Linked DNA regions of Mus musculus: all the other regions are linked to region 1. The links are chromatin contacts, called in public ChIA-PET maps. All regions are on one chromosome and are shown on one strand. Each heading gives the region's core, a stretch centred on a gene start, on an enhancer-like site or on the middle of the called end of the contact. The rest is flanking DNA. Distances are from core to core; before and after follow the strand shown. Region 1 has its middle 12 kb from the start of Gm34514. Region 2 overlaps Ctnnbl1 (catenin, beta like 1). Region 3 overlaps Ctnnbl1 (catenin, beta like 1).

Region 1 (4,925 bases), core at 1,106-3,605:
GTCACATGCCAGTCCCCTCCCCACCCCCTTTCCACTACTCTGACACTGATGCCTGAATGACATCTCCTGGTGTCTCTAATCAGGCAAAGCTGTGCACCCTCTTCACTCCCCCCCCCCCCCCAAAGCGCTGGCTCACTGCCCTCCAGTGGCGTCTAGCCAGGTGTTGAAATCAGACTGTGGATGCTGTGCACTTGGCTGGAGCAGGTCCCTGGATTCCACCCCTTTTTAGGCCAAATCTGAGCGGTGTGTGGTCCTACTCCAGGCTGCTGAGTCGCTATCAGAGGAATTAAAGGTCCCAGGGGCTGGAACAGGTCAACTGCTGGGTCCTGGGCTCCGCTGACTCACTGAGTGATCCTGTGCAAGTCACCTCTCCACTCAGAACTGCAGTTTCTGCGGATGAACGCTAACGTCTAAGCTTTCTTCAGGAGTTGATGGAGCACAGGCTCACACTGTGAGGTCAACAAGTTGTCGGCAGATCACTTTAAAATAGAAAGATGACTCAGGAGAGCCAATATGTCATAGGACATCAGAACCATAGTGTCTAAAGACCTGGAACAGCAGGACCGATGGGCAAAGTGTGAGGAGAACACAAGGGGCAAGGGGCACTTTCCGACAGCCTGTGCGGTGCCTGGACTCAGACACCAGCCAGCCTCGGTCACTGAGGCAGTGTGAGTTTAAGTCAGCAGGTCTCCGGGGGGCATTTTACAATTTATAAGGTTATTTTGGATGTCACAACAATTAAGGAATTAAGGGTCGTAGTGATATTTTGGGTCCAAGAATCAGGGATCCTGGGTCTCGCCAAAATGTCCGAAACCATCTCTTCCTCTCCTCCAACAGAGCATTCCCTGACTTCCTTCACTACGCTCAAACGCCCACTAACAAACAACAACAACAACAAAAAACAAAAACAAAAATTAAAAAAAAAAAACACACCACAAATCTAAACAGATCAGGTTTTCATCCACAGCAGAGCCAAAGGACTTTGCAGGAAGTCAAAGAAGGACTCTAGCTCGGGAACAGGTTGTTACTGACAGAGAAGCAGACATGGGACAAGAACGGTGACTCAGTTTCTGAATCATTTTCTCATTCCACACAGCCCGTCTGGTCAGAAAGTTGGACCATCTCCAATGGCAGAGTTATAGGAAAAGGGTTCTGAGCGTGGCTCTAATTCCTGCAAGCATAGCAAAACCAATGTGTGGGGGATGGAGGGATGAGGCTCCTACAGGCTTAGTAGTGTGCCACTGGCTTCCCCATAGGCTTAGCATCCAGTTCTAGTGTGCCACTGGCGTCCCCATATCACTGGGTAGATGGTGGATTCTTGTGATTCGTCCCCTCTTCCAAATAAGGGATGTGGTCACATGAGGCTTGGTGCAGACATGAGGCATCTCTGAGCTAGGGGTGCACTTTCTAATTGTGACATCAGCTGGGAACTGCGTATCTCTGTTCTCCGGGGGCCCTTGCTGACTCTCTGCAGGTGACATGTGCCATGTGTCTTCCTGCATGCTCTCTTTTTTCAGCTACAGTTATTTCTCCTCCTCTGGCCACATGCAGATGAGCACAGGCTATTATGCCCTGCCCTGATAGCAGGCATTATTTTCCTTTCCAGCTGAAACCCTTCTTTTCATCTTCCTGATTCCTGGGTCTAAGGGTCGCTGGGCTGCTCACCTCCTTGGAATCTGAATTTACTCATTATGTGTGACCCCGAGTCTGATATTTTCTTATCCCTTCCTGGGTGGTTGTTCCCAAGATTATATTGAAACACATTATCTTATTATAAGTAACTTCCTTTCTATTCCTTCTTTATATGATTGGTGTGTGTGCGTGTGTGTTTTATTACCCATGAGTTCCATTTCAAAAGTAAGATCAAGCACTTAATATAAATAAAAAGGCTTGGGTAATTACACTTGTGGGTTCAGGCTTGGGAGCTGAAAGCAGGAAGATCAAGAGTTCCAAGTCATCCTAGCTACATAGCAAATTTGAGGCCATCCTTGGCTACATGAGACACTGTAGTTCATTCAAAACCAAATGAAACCAAAAGTAAAGCTTCAACTAGAAACTGTTCACATATGCAAGAACATTTGTGTTCTAACCACTCCTAACAGCCCCAAGTGGGAAAAGTGTCACACCCGTCAGAGCTGAAGGGATTCGCGCCCTGAGGTGAGACAACCCAAGAACTCTGTGTACCACAGAAGAGGAGCCAGGCATGACTGTCCACAGAGACACAGAGAGAAGCATCACACTCAAACATGGGAGCGAGTGGAAGATCCAGGAAGGAAGCTAGATCCACCTACACAGAGCTCTAGAGGAGGCTGGTTAATTCTGCACTGCCAGACAGCAGGGAGGTGCCTGCAGGCCTTTGTGGTCAGTGACCCAGTGAAAGCGAAAGGGGACTTACAGGAAGATGTGTGGCGCCCCACTTCCTGATCTGGTTTGTCAGTGTGTGAAAACTCACCAGGCTGTTCACTTGTGAGCACTTCCTTGTGTGTATGCCAGTACTAAAGCTTTTCAGCGAAGTACAAAACAGAACCGTATGTGTGTGTGATGATAAATGATAGACAGACGAATAGATACATAGATCAATTTACAGATAGACTATTGATACAGGCTTGATCCTCAGGGTAGACCAACAGGCTAGAGTCAGGAAGGAGATGATATAGCTATTTGAATCAGAAGTCAGTCTATGGGCAAGGACCTCCCTCTGGAGTAACTGAATGGAGGCTCGTTGGCTATAGTTTCCTGACTTAAATGTTGGATGTTGGGGTTGGGGAGATGGCTCAGTGGGTAAGAGCACCCGACTGCTCTTCCGAAGGTCAGGAGTTCAAATCCCAGCAACCACATGGTAGCTCATAACCATACGTAATGAGATCTGACTCTCTCTTCTGGAGTGTCTGAGGACAGCTACAGTGTACTTACATATAATAAATAAATAAATAAATAAATAAATAAATATCTTTTAAAAATGTTAGATGTTTGTTTGTCTTGTCTGAAACAATAACAACAACAAAACAGAAGACGTCTATAGAAACAGTTAGGATCTTACCCAATCAAATAACAGTGTAGCATGACCTAGTTAACTGGACACTTCAAATGAACAAGCATAATGTTACTCTTTAACAAAACAGTCATTAAGGGGTGGGGAGCTTCCTACTAACAAGTTTGTGAATAGCTAACATGAACAATGCTCCCAAGAGGCCTTGTTATAGTTATGGTTGCTGCAGAGCCATGCCCACCCTGTGAGCAGAACCGCAAGAACTAGGTCAAAGGAGAGAACGTGCCCATGAGCCCCTGTCCTCTGCTTGCCAGGGTAACCTGGAGAAATTTGGCTACTTTTGCTATCAGACTTGGGAATCCCAGCCTATGGCCCAAGCCAGGTTCAACCACCCGTGTTCAGCAAGCTAATTAAAGGAGCCAAACCGTGGGCTGGAGTGATGGCTCAGTAGTTAAGAGCTCTTGTTTTTGAGTTTGATTCTCAGCATCCACAGGCCAGCTTACTGCCATCTGTAACTCCAGCCCCAAGGGATCTGACATGCTCTTCTGATCTCCGAGGACACTGTGCATGTCAAACATACATACAGACAAAACACTCAACATATGTAAAATAATATATAAATCTAAAAGGTTTTAAAAGAAGCAGGAAAGAGAGGTTTACTCGGTGTGTCCACACTGAGAAGAGATCTGGGAAACGCTCCCCCCCCCCCCCAGAGACTTTTACTTTGGTGGTCCTAAAGTGGAGGTGAACGTTATGAACAGAAAACCAATGATATGTACATAGAAAACGATCCTAGCTAGTCAGGGTGTGGTCCTGCTGGTCTCTGACTGTGTCTGGGATTCAGTCTCATCCTGCAAGGAAGTCTGACAAGTTGGTAGAACATCGTGGATTCTCTTTCAGAGACAAGTTCCCCTCAGGCTTGTCCCAAAGGAGAGTCCTGGGGGAAAATCCCATTTCTTTGGGATCGACTGCTTTAATAATCTGTCCCTTTAGAGTGTCTTCTTAGAATATCTTGATTTCTTCCAGCCCTGGGACATTTCTGAAAGGTACATCTTCACAATGACCTGGGCAAGAATGAAGGAGCATCCTTGGGATTCCAGCATTGGCGAGGCTAAAGCAGGAAGGTTGCTAGCTCAAGTCCAGCCTGGGCTACACACTCAGTCTCGACGAGCAAAACACAAACAAAGATACCAAAAATATCTCTTTTTGCAGATGCTGTCAGCTTATACAGGGAAGCGGGAAGAGATCCGCAGGACATTATTAGAACTAATGAGCCACTTGGGTAAGGTTGAGGGACACAAGATCAATGTACAAAATCAATGGTATTTCTACACCCTGGCGGTGAACGGTCTGAAATGAAATTAAGAAAGCAATTTTTAGTTCCGGCAGCAGCCAGAAGAATAAAATACTCAGGAACAAATTTAATGAAAGTCCATGGCTTGTATAATAAAAACCATAGAGCATCGCTGAGAACAGAGAGAGCCCGGGATAGGGAGAGGAGGTCAAAAGTCAGACCAGCAGGTGCTCACCGGCAAGATGGTGGCACTCCCCACAGCCATCTAAAGTCAATACAAGCTCTGTTGATCAAGGGGCATCACGGGAGGGGGGCATTAGAACAAAGCATAAAGGCGCATGTGCAGAAGTGCTGTGTTGAGACCCATTACTCTGAGCAGTAACCTAAGAATTAAGACAGAGAAGTCTGTGATGTGTCTACCGTGCAAGCATGACATCCTGAATTCAACCCCTGAGAGCAATATGGGGGCAAGGAAGAACTCACTCTTGAAGGTTTTCCTTTGATCTCCACATTACTGCCATGGCACATGGATGCATGAATGTCTTACCTCTCTACACACTGTCTAGCTAAATAAATAGCAAGATGAATTACATATATATATATATGATAAATATAATATATGTTTATATTTAAGTCTAGGCA
Region 2 (4,925 bases), core at 617-3,116, 420 kb after region 1:
GGGCACTTGCAACCCGGCCATACACACACCAAAAAATAAAGATAAGAGCTCCGTGGCTATTTACTAACCTCCAGGACAAGGATAACCCACTGTGTGTCTATCCGCCAGCCTGTATGGAGCTGGGATCCTAAGCTCACTCTGGAACTCTATGGAAAAGAAACCGGCTCTGAACAAGTCAGGTGAAAAGGCCAATGGCTGACTCCGAAAAGGCAAAAGAAGGCTCAGAACTCAGGCTCCATCTCCTAATTCCAGCTTCTCTCCAGCTACAAAAGACTCAGATCAAAACCACCCACTTCCCTCAGGATGACTGGGAGGAAAAGACAAAGGAAGAGGTGATTTGTAAGTGAGACTCCTGGTACCTGCTAAGCAGGAACTGTGATTTCCCAGTGCTGAGGAGGAGACCTGGGGAACAAATGGCAGCTGCTGGAGGCATAATTTTTGCTATCGGTGACGGCTAACTGTGGTGGAACAGGGCTGTGCTCTAGCCTACTGAGAATATGCTACACTGTGGAAGTGTGGGTGACAAACTGTTCTCATTTTGCTTTATTGAATTCTAAGCCTTATTCTCCAAGGAACCAAAGATCTTGGGAACACTGAGGCAGCTTTGCAAAATTTAAGACAAACTTGCTTCCTGGTAACATGTTTGTTTGGCATATCAAAAATAAACAGCTTCTATTTACTGAGAACTATACCAGCCACGCTGCCTCATTTAATCCTGTTGTTTTTTGGTTTTTTGTTTGTTTGTTTTTTTGGGTTTTTTAATATAGGTGATACCCAGACACGGAGGCACATGCCTTTAATCCCAGCACTCAAAAATCAGCAGCAGCAGACCTGTGAGTTCCAGGCCAGCCTGGTCTACATAGAATTCCAAGGCAGTCAGGACTACAAGGTAAGACCTTGGGGTTGTTTGTTTTTAAAAGATGGTAATGATAACGTAAGAATATTTCTAGAGATGGTGAACTAGAGGTAGTCCTGTTAGATGATCTCCATTTGAAAGATAAAAGCCAAGGCTTAAAGAGGTTAATTAACTGGACCAAGGTCACACAGCTAGCTCTCAGCAGGACTGGGGTTCAAATGCAGACCATCTGACCCACAGTCTGCATTCATCTGCCATGCTAAACATTAAAGCTACTTCACAGGTTTCCCATTCTTTCCTCCCACAGTACTGACGAGCTATTTTGAACCTCTGCATTCCCTGATGCAGTCATTTTTATATAGAAAAAATTCTCTATCGTGTTCAACCTTATACATTCAATCCCCCAACTGAAAAACAGTGGCAGCCACTGAAAGCACAGAAAGAGACTGGTCACCAATTTTACCCCCAGAATTAAGGAGGCTATTTATTCACTATGACCTACCCCAACCAGTCTTTCTGAAATGGAGAGGGAGTGGCTGCTGCATCTACCTCTATATGACCTCCATGCCTGAAGAAGAGCATTGTCTGTCAGCATACAAAGGAAATGGACCCTTATCTACCGTGACAACAGCACCACAGCACCACATCTGGGAAGCCACCTGAGTGGCAAAGCCTTGCAGGGCTACAGCTTGAGGTGATGGTGGAAACACGAGGACAAAAAGAAGGCTCTTAAGGACACAGCCCTCCTCCTCTGGGAAGCCTCTGTCCCACAGTGGGACTGTTTGGCTCAGGATCCCACACCTTGCTGATGCCACCCCATGTGGCAGCACTGTGTGGCACTGGGTGCCGGGACCTCAAACCTTTGGAGCTCCCTCTGGAATGCAAGCTCCCCAAGCTTCACTGGGCCTCTTCCTACCCAGACTGAGTCAGTCACTCACACAGGCACAGGCCTTCTCCTCCTGGAAGGAGTTGGCTCACAAGCTCATGCGGTCTAGGGGGAGAGAATCTTTCATCTCGCAGCACTTTCATCTCTGAGAAAGAGCCCCAAGGCTTCTTTCAAGTCACTGAGCAGCTGACAGCCCTGACTAAAATGTAAAGTTGGGCTGGGAGGAAGGGAGGGCGGGCGGGCGGGCGGGCGGGCAGAGGAGGAAGCAGAGGATTGTGTGATAGCTGAACATCTGGCCAGAAGTTCAGTCGACACAAGAAATGTCAATCAGAGCTCCAGGGCTAACAGGTAGCTACATAAAGGAGCTGAAGCGGAAGACTGGATGGGCTCCTCTGAAGGGACAAGACTGGGCCTACAGCCACACCTAGTAAAAAGTTGGGAACAAGCCAGGCGTGGTGGTGCACGCCTTTAATCCCAGCACTCGGGAGGCAGAGGCAGGCAGATTTCTGAGTTCGAGGCCAGCCTGGTCTACAAAGTGAGTTCCAGGACAGCCAGGACTATACAGAAAAACCCTGTCTCAAAAAACCAAAAAAAAAAAAAAAAAGTTAGGAACAGTGAGGCCCAAGAAATAGCTGACAGAAAAGGGCACAGGCATTCTTCAACGATGTGGGTTTTTTAAACCAGTACTCTTCAAACTCTGACACAGGAACCAAAGAACTATGACAATTAAATGCAGGAACCTCCACAGAACACTGAACTAAAAAAATGGAGCATTAGTGAGAGAGCCGGCAGCAGGTGCGAGCACATGCACACACACACACTTTTTTAAAGAGTTAAATTAGGTAAATTAGGGACTGGGAGATGGGTCATTGATTAAGGATACTGCAGCTCTTCCAGAGAAATCTAATTCCCGGCACCCATATAGCAGATCATAACTGTCTGTAATTCCATTCCCAGGGTATCTGATGCCCTCTTCTGGACTCTGAGTGCACTGCACCCAGAAGGTTCACATATGTGCAGCAAAACAGCCACACACATAAAATAACTAATTTAAAATAAATAAATAAATAAATAAATAAACAAATAAACAAATAAACTAATAAATAAGAGCCAGGTGGTGGTGGCGCACACCTTTGATCCCAGTGCCCAGGAGGCAGAGGCAGGTGAATCTCTTGAGTTCCAGGTCAGCCTAATCTACAAAGTGAGTTCCAGGACAGCCAAGGCTACAAAGAAAAACCCTGTCTTGAAAAACAAATGTACAAAAATGTAAGAGAAAAACTGTTCAGAAGGTGATGTGACAACCGTCCTCGGAAGGGAAAGGAAGGGCACCATCCCAGCCAGCAAGCGAGGCAGAGGAGGGTGAGCTTCCAAAAGAAGGAAACTCCACAGCACACATATCCCGTCCCCACCGTTAATCTGCACTTGACTAGCCCCAGCCCCCACCCCCCACCCCACCCCCAAGGCTGGTAAGATGGCTCTGCAGTTAAAAGCACTTGCTGCTCTTCCAGAGGACCTGGATTCAGCTCCCAGCACCCACTTGGCAGTTCACAACCATCTGTAACTCCAGGTTTCAGGAAATTTAATGCCCTCCTCTGGCCTCTTTGGCCACAAAGCATGCACATGGTACACATATGTACAACACAGAAAAACACTTACACTTATAAAATAGCAATAAATAAATCTTTAGAAGCAACATGGAAACACACCTTTGGGTGTATCTGTGTGGGAGTTTTTGACCCAGGAGGGAAGACCTTCCCTGAATACCAGCCCATGGACTAGGTTCCAGAAATAAGTGAAAAGAAAATTCCAGCTGATCACCAGTTGATCATCTCTGCTTCCTGATTGTGGATGCAATGTGACCAGGCCCTCACATGCTGGCTGCCATGTGATCCCTACCACAATGGAACGATAGTGACTAGAATGAGGGATGCCCCCCAAAGGCTCCAGTGTCTGAACACTTGGTCCCCAGTTGGTACCGCTGTTTAGGAAGGTTCTGAACTCTTTAGAAGGCAGAGCCTTGCTGCAGGAAGCCCATCACTGAGGGCGGGCATTGAAGGTTTATAGCCTGGCAGCACTTCCTATGTGCCCATGTGCACAGGAAATGTGACCTCTCTGCTCCCTGACTGCCTGCCCGGCAGCCTCATGCTCCGGCTGCATCCCTTCCCCACCGGGGAGGACTCTATATTCTGGAACTGTGAGCCAGACGAAACCTTTTCTTAAGTTGCTTTTTGTCAGGATTCAATCACAGCAACAGGAGAGTAACTAATATAAATTGTATTCCCTGTGACCAAAACACTGTGACCAAAACAAACCTTTGCACTCTTTACTTGCTTTCTGTCAAGTATTTGATCTTAGCATTAAAAAAATTAATACACAAGCCGTTCCCAAACAACTATTACTGGACACTGAGGATGGTAAGACATGCTGCTAGATGCTGGCTGCCTCCCTGAATTTACAGGAGGCACAGGAGCATACTGTATATTCTGTGATAAGAATGAGCGGGAGGAAAGACAGATGAGGAAGTCATGGCGAGAAGAAATGAACTTACAGGAGAAAAAACATGGAGAGAGGAAATAAATGGGGAAGGAACACCAGTGGAACTTGCTCTTTACCTGTTATTTATAGCCAGCTTGCTAACAAAATTAACCTGGGAAAGCATGAAGCTGTCATGCAAAAAGCAGTCTCTTTCAGTATGATCAGAATAATATTCTCAGGGTTAGAACATAACATGAAGCTGCCACAAAAATGAAGGATGCATTTTGAACTCAAGAGTTCAGACTTTCAATAATGTGCCTTACACGCCCAAGAACAACAAAAACAAAAACTGAAAAGGCTCAATTACAAACTGTTTTAACAGGGGGAAGCAGGTAGCAAGAAGTACAAATGATACACATGTACAAGAAAAATACACTCACTCAATAACTCTGAGCTAGCGCTTTATGTGCCTACTAGATAAATGGCAGAAATGTAAGTCACTACAAGCAGTACTATCAGGATGCAGTAAACAGGAGTGCATGGAGCTGAATGAAGGGGTGGCCCCACATGAGCGCTGGCCGCATTGTCCCTGCAGCTAAAGGGACCCCACTCTCTCTGGCTACTCCCCCAATTCCCTGAACACCCATCACACAACTTTGCTCCTAACAGTTGGCAACTGACCCCTCCCAGCCTCCTCTGCCACCCACA
Region 3 (4,925 bases), core at 704-3,203, 360 kb after region 1:
AGTAGCCTAGCATCAATGTTCACTTCTAAGTGCACGAAAGCCTTAAGTATGTTGATGCCTGGTATTCCCGGGAGCAACAGGGGAGTGGCCAGCAGGGCAAACTTGACAGGTGACAATTCTACAACACCTGCCTCAAACGTTAATGCAAATACCCTATGGCCTGAATGTTCCACTAGTAGGGGTTTAACACACAGATAAGCTAAGTGCACCAGAATAGTGTTCAGATGTGATACCCACTATAAACTGCTTATAACAGTCAAAATTAAAACTGAGAGCCCGGCAAAGGATGTGGCTCAGTTGTTAGGGTGATGGCTGAGCATGCACAAGGCCAGGGGTTCAATCCCCACTCCTGCATAAATTGGGCAGGGAGGCACACACATGTAATCCCAGCACATGGAAAGGAGAGGCAAGAAGATCAGGAGTTCAAAGTCTCCTGAACTGCAGGCCAGCCTGGACTACATGAATCCCTATTTCAAAAAAAAAATAATAATAATATTGGTACTTCTGTCCAATGGAACACTAGGCTATCATTAGTTCAGTGAAAAAACAATTTGCATAAGAAAACATTATATAATTCTTTTTACGTCAACATACAACACTAGCTCCTATGTATGTTCAGAAATTTTCTAAAAGAATATATATGATATTGTTAACAACAGATGCTTTTTTAAAGTAGAACTCAAAAAGATTATTGGGGATGGAGACAAGCAACAAAAGGGCCAGAAACTTCCCAAACTAGACATGTGGAGGTCGGAGGATGTCTATCGACACCATGGCACCAGCCACAGCCAGAGCAGAGACATATGGGTGGCAGGGCCACTGGCTCCCTTACCTTCAGCCTCTTCAACAGCCACTGCAGGAGTCCCTGCTGGGCAGCCTCTGTGCACATCTCCGGACGGAACTCGGCCATATTCTCCACAATAGCTGAAAGAGACAGACACCAGTCACCTGGGAAAGCATCTCTCTGCTCCTACTCGCATCAAGCCCACTTCCCATGACAAGCACTTTAGCCTTTGTCCCACTTCCCTGTATTCTACTCAACAGATGCTGTTGTCACTTTTAGATTAACCAAGGAGTTGCTATGTTTTTTCCCCTTTTTCTTCAAGTTATGTTACAAGTAGAAGTCATAACTGAAAATGACGGAATTCGCAGAAGAGATGAGGGATGGGTTTTTATGCTAATAGAGGTGACTCCAGAGCAGAGCACGCTGATGGGTGGAGAGCTGCCTAGCAAAGCACGCTCAGTCCCAGAGGTCTGCAGCTAGTCAGGCTAGGGCAGGGTCTCCTAGGGCCAGGTAGTCTCTTCTCTCTCTCTCTCTTCTCTCTCTCTCTCTCTCTCTCTCTCTCTCTCTCTCTCTCTCTCTCTCTCTCACACACACACACACACACACACACACATTGTGGTATTGTGATTCATATGAAAACCAAGACACTGGCAGGGAGGTGAGCATGATCTTCTTAATTGAGCACACTAACGCGTGCAGAGGGGAAAGGCCATGACGGCAGAGGTAGCTGCCAGCTATCGGGAAGCAAATAATTGGTCCTGCTATCTCCTACAACAGTCAAAGTGTGACTTAATAGGAAAATTAAAAGTTAGAAGGCAAAGGGAAAAAAGCTATTACATGCTATGACATCAAGAAGAAGAGCATTAAAAAAAACCACCACTGCCCTTACCACATCAAATGCTTTCCTTCCCTCCAGGGCCCCTCTGCTTCCTATCTTACAACAGGCCACTCTCACAAGGCAGACACTGTTCTGTGTTCTCAAAGCATAATATCCAGAGCGTGCTGCTGTGCCTGGATTCTGAAGGAGCAAGGGCCAAAGAAACCCAAGCCAGGCTCCTCAAGAGCCAGGCTCTTTCTTTCACCCAAGCCAGGTTCCTCAAGAGCCACTGAAAGGAGATCGGGCAGTCATGAGGGAGGGGACACATGCTGACAGTGAGCAGCAGAGGGACTCAAGAGACCAAACAGTCTCTCTCAATCAAGCACTTGTTCATTTTATCTTGTTCTGTTCGTACTACACATGATCTCCTGTTACACACAAGAAACAAAGCCACACTTCCTGCCATGGTTCACAGGGTCTTCCAAACTCTGGACAGACTCACTCCCTGATCTCACTGCCCCAACCCCACCTCCCGCCCTCATTTTCCAGAAGCACAGCCTCGCTTGACTTAGCCAAAGACAGCCACGGACTCCTCCACAGGCCAAGGGCCCCAGTCAGCTCCCCTGCAACACTCAAGGCCCTTGCTCTCAGTCTCTAGGATGTTCTTACTGACACTAATCATAGCTCTTGTCACTGGCACTCCTTCCTCTGTCCTGGGCTTTCCCATGAGAGCACCCTTGTATTAGTCATGCCTGACTCCTCCTGATCTGCCCTAGCTCCCAGTACTGTGTCTGAGAAACACCAGGCACCCAAGGAGTGGGAAGGAGGAGGCATGAATCTGAGTGTGGTAGGTGCCTGAGCAGAGACCAGGCAGATTTGCCAGAGCTGCGCTTTCCTACCACACCAGGGCCTTTTTATGAACAGCCAGCTAAGACTTTTGATAAGCTTTCCATGTTGCAAAATCCAGCATTAGGCTGACAGATGGCAATGCCAACTTCTGCCTCTGCACTAGAGCCAGCTCCCAACCGCAGGCTGTCGTGTTCCCCTCTCATACTCCCTGGGTGCCCATCTTCCCTCTTCTTTACAATAATCCACACTGAAGAGTCTAGCACTACAAGGGAGATCTGCAGTAAGCACAGAGGAGCCGGGAGGGAAACTAATCTCATAGAAACTCCTGTTTCAGCTCGGCCCCCTTCATTGCTGGAGCTCAGCTTGCAAAGATGCCACCGCTGGTTTAACACAATAGCAGCCAGGGAGGAAGCGGCCTGCCCAAAGGCATGACTTTAAATATGGCAACTGTGCGAAGGGAGAAGCTGGAGAGATTTGAGGGAGAAGGAAAGGACTGTAGAAGAATGCACTGAAATGAATGGGACTCGGGCAGCAGAGTCGCTGGAAGTATTTTAACTCACTTAGCCAAGCCGTCTGTACCAAAGACAAGGAAACACTGGCTCTTTCAATGCAAATACCTTTTTGTAATGTCCACAGATGTGCAAACACCTGCAGCTCCACTGAAGGAAGTGGGTGAGGGAAGCTGACACGAGATCACCCACAAATTTAAAACTTTGCTTCCTAGGGCAGAAAGGGCCCCACAAGGATTTCATCTTAACTTTTGGAGGCAAAGGCTGCTAAGGAGAGGTGTTCATATTGCTCTTGCAAAGATCTGGGTTTGCTTTCCAGCACCTATATCAGAGGGTCTACCACTTTTAACTCTAGCACAGGAAATCCAACAAGGATCTCCTGGCCTCCACAATGATGTGCAAACACTCCCCAACATACATATATACATAATTAGAAACAGTAAAATCTTAAAATAAAATTTAGGAGCCAGCATATTTTATATTTTCTCTTGGATGGGTACCTACTTAGTGGATTTCAGCTTTTATTGCCTATATACCAAATCAAAGCTGTAGTTACATGAAATGCACACATGGGTCTTCATTTTTAAAAGGCAGCTTTGGAGTATAGGGGAAAAAAAAAAACCAAAACCCATTTGGTTGTTAATTGGTGCCAGCCCCTCACCTAGGGTGTTGTGGACGCCATCAGCCTCCTCCCTCACAGACTCATCCAGGCGCTCCAGATTCTGCACCAACAATGCGGCCACCTGCCCGTCCACCTGCGGGAATAGGAAGCAAAGGAAGAGAAGAACACATCACAGGTCAATCCCCAAATGTCCCCATTCCCCTAGTCACAGCTCTCCATTCAAATGAGCAAACTGAGTGCAGAACTGGCAGCCTGCAGTGCTCTCTCAACCCATGGCCTCTTCAAGGCACTCCGAGGCAAGGAAGGGGTCTTAATGGCTTCCTAACCCCAAGTTAGTCCTGACCCCGGCTGGGCAAGCCAGAGATGAGTGGCACAAAGGAAAAGGCAGGGTTACAAAGCTGGTGAATGCAAGGTTCTCATGGTCATCATCCCACCTCTCCTTCCCCAAGCTCTGCCTCAGCAGTACCTACACATGATGGAAAAACAGGGCATGAGGCATTGGGTAAAACATACTTCCAGCTCTTACTTGAGTCACCTTTTGAGGTCGGTAGGAAACCCACAGTAGCTACAGAATACACACATCTGCCAAGGAGCGATACCAAAGTCAGGATTCCTTCTAGAATCTTGAAGAGAGCCTTTCCTCCTTTACACTGCCATCTGTACAACAGGTTCTGGGGGACTGCCTGTGGGCAACCCCAGGGCATGCAGGGAAGGAAGGAGGGAAGGCAGCCCTGGTTTTCTCTCCTGGAGAAGAGACTCTTTAGCTAAGACAGCTGTGATCAGGCATCTAGGAAGACTGGAGAGCTGGGTACAGCCTCCCTTCCCCTTCCCACTGCCTTGCTTGCCTTACACAGGAAGTGAGGATAAAGAAGAATCCTACAGCAATCGCAGGAAAATGGGGGGAGGGGGCACTACTTTTGGCTAAAGGAACAACTCAAAATGCCCACAATCAAGTTTGCATCGAGTTTTGTTCTCACTCCATGCCATTTACCTCGCTGGGGAAGAAAAAGCCAAGTTCTTTGCTAGCAAGCCCCTTACTTCACGGACCCTGGCTCACTTTAAGATCTTGAACAACTCTGCCCAAACAGATACCTGAGAAACTAACCTTACCAAATAAACTTATGCAGTCACTGTGTGCTCTCAGTCAGTGTTGCATCTACCCTGGCATAAAGCTCACAGCTCTCACTCACAGAGCACACAACAAAGGCTCAGGGAGGTTAGGCAGCCTGGCCAGAGCCATAGAGCTGGGACAGCAGTGAGCAGAGAACAGAAAGACAGACAGGAGGAGGAAGAGCCCAGTGAGCTGCACTCTACAGACCTGGTTGGACAGAGCCTAAGGATGAC

The links. ChIA-PET counts read pairs in DNA pulled down with a chosen protein or histone mark.
Region 2: an RNA polymerase II ChIA-PET map of memory CD8 T cells shows a contact between it and region 1, with 12 read pairs. The contact joins two enhancer-like sites. A contact is called at or near these places in 6 of 39 promoter capture datasets (3T3-L1-derived adipocytes, the C10 cell line, embryonic stem cells and 2 more), 2 of 484 Hi-C or Micro-C datasets (both in embryonic stem cells) and 6 of 115 datasets of contacts at active chromatin or transcription factors (T-cell acute lymphoblastic leukemia, embryonic stem cells and memory CD8 T cells).
Region 3: an RNA polymerase II ChIA-PET map of memory CD8 T cells shows a contact between it and region 1, with 5 read pairs. The contact joins two enhancer-like sites.

What each region holds. Positions count from the first base shown.
Region 1 is chr2:158,164,246-158,169,170 of GRCm38.p6, reverse strand. No RefSeq gene overlaps it. Among named protein-coding and RNA genes, the nearest start is that of Gm34514, 12 kb to the left of the region's middle. Within about 2 kb of position 2,355, at least 152 of the 459 cell types and tissues checked have an H3K27ac peak or open chromatin away from gene starts, as enhancers often do. A contact at or near this core is called in T-cell acute lymphoblastic leukemia and memory CD8 T cells, where this site is marked.
Region 2 is chr2:157,743,717-157,748,641 of GRCm38.p6, reverse strand. All of the region lies in intron 1 of Ctnnbl1 (catenin, beta like 1), which reads right to left. Among named protein-coding and RNA genes, the nearest start is that of Ctnnbl1, 8.8 kb to the right of the region's middle. Within about 2 kb of position 1,866, at least 42 of the 459 cell types and tissues checked have an H3K27ac peak or open chromatin away from gene starts, as enhancers often do. A contact at or near this core is called in T-cell acute lymphoblastic leukemia and memory CD8 T cells, where this site is marked.
Region 3 is chr2:157,805,464-157,810,388 of GRCm38.p6, reverse strand. It overlaps Ctnnbl1 (catenin, beta like 1), which reads right to left. Exons shown (of 16, transcript NM_025680.4): 6 at 3,621-3,714; 7 at 833-924. Among named protein-coding and RNA genes, the nearest start is that of Ctnnbl1, 71 kb to the right of the region's middle. Within about 2 kb of position 1,953, at least 76 of the 459 cell types and tissues checked have an H3K27ac peak or open chromatin away from gene starts, as enhancers often do. A contact at or near this core is called in memory CD8 T cells, where this site is marked.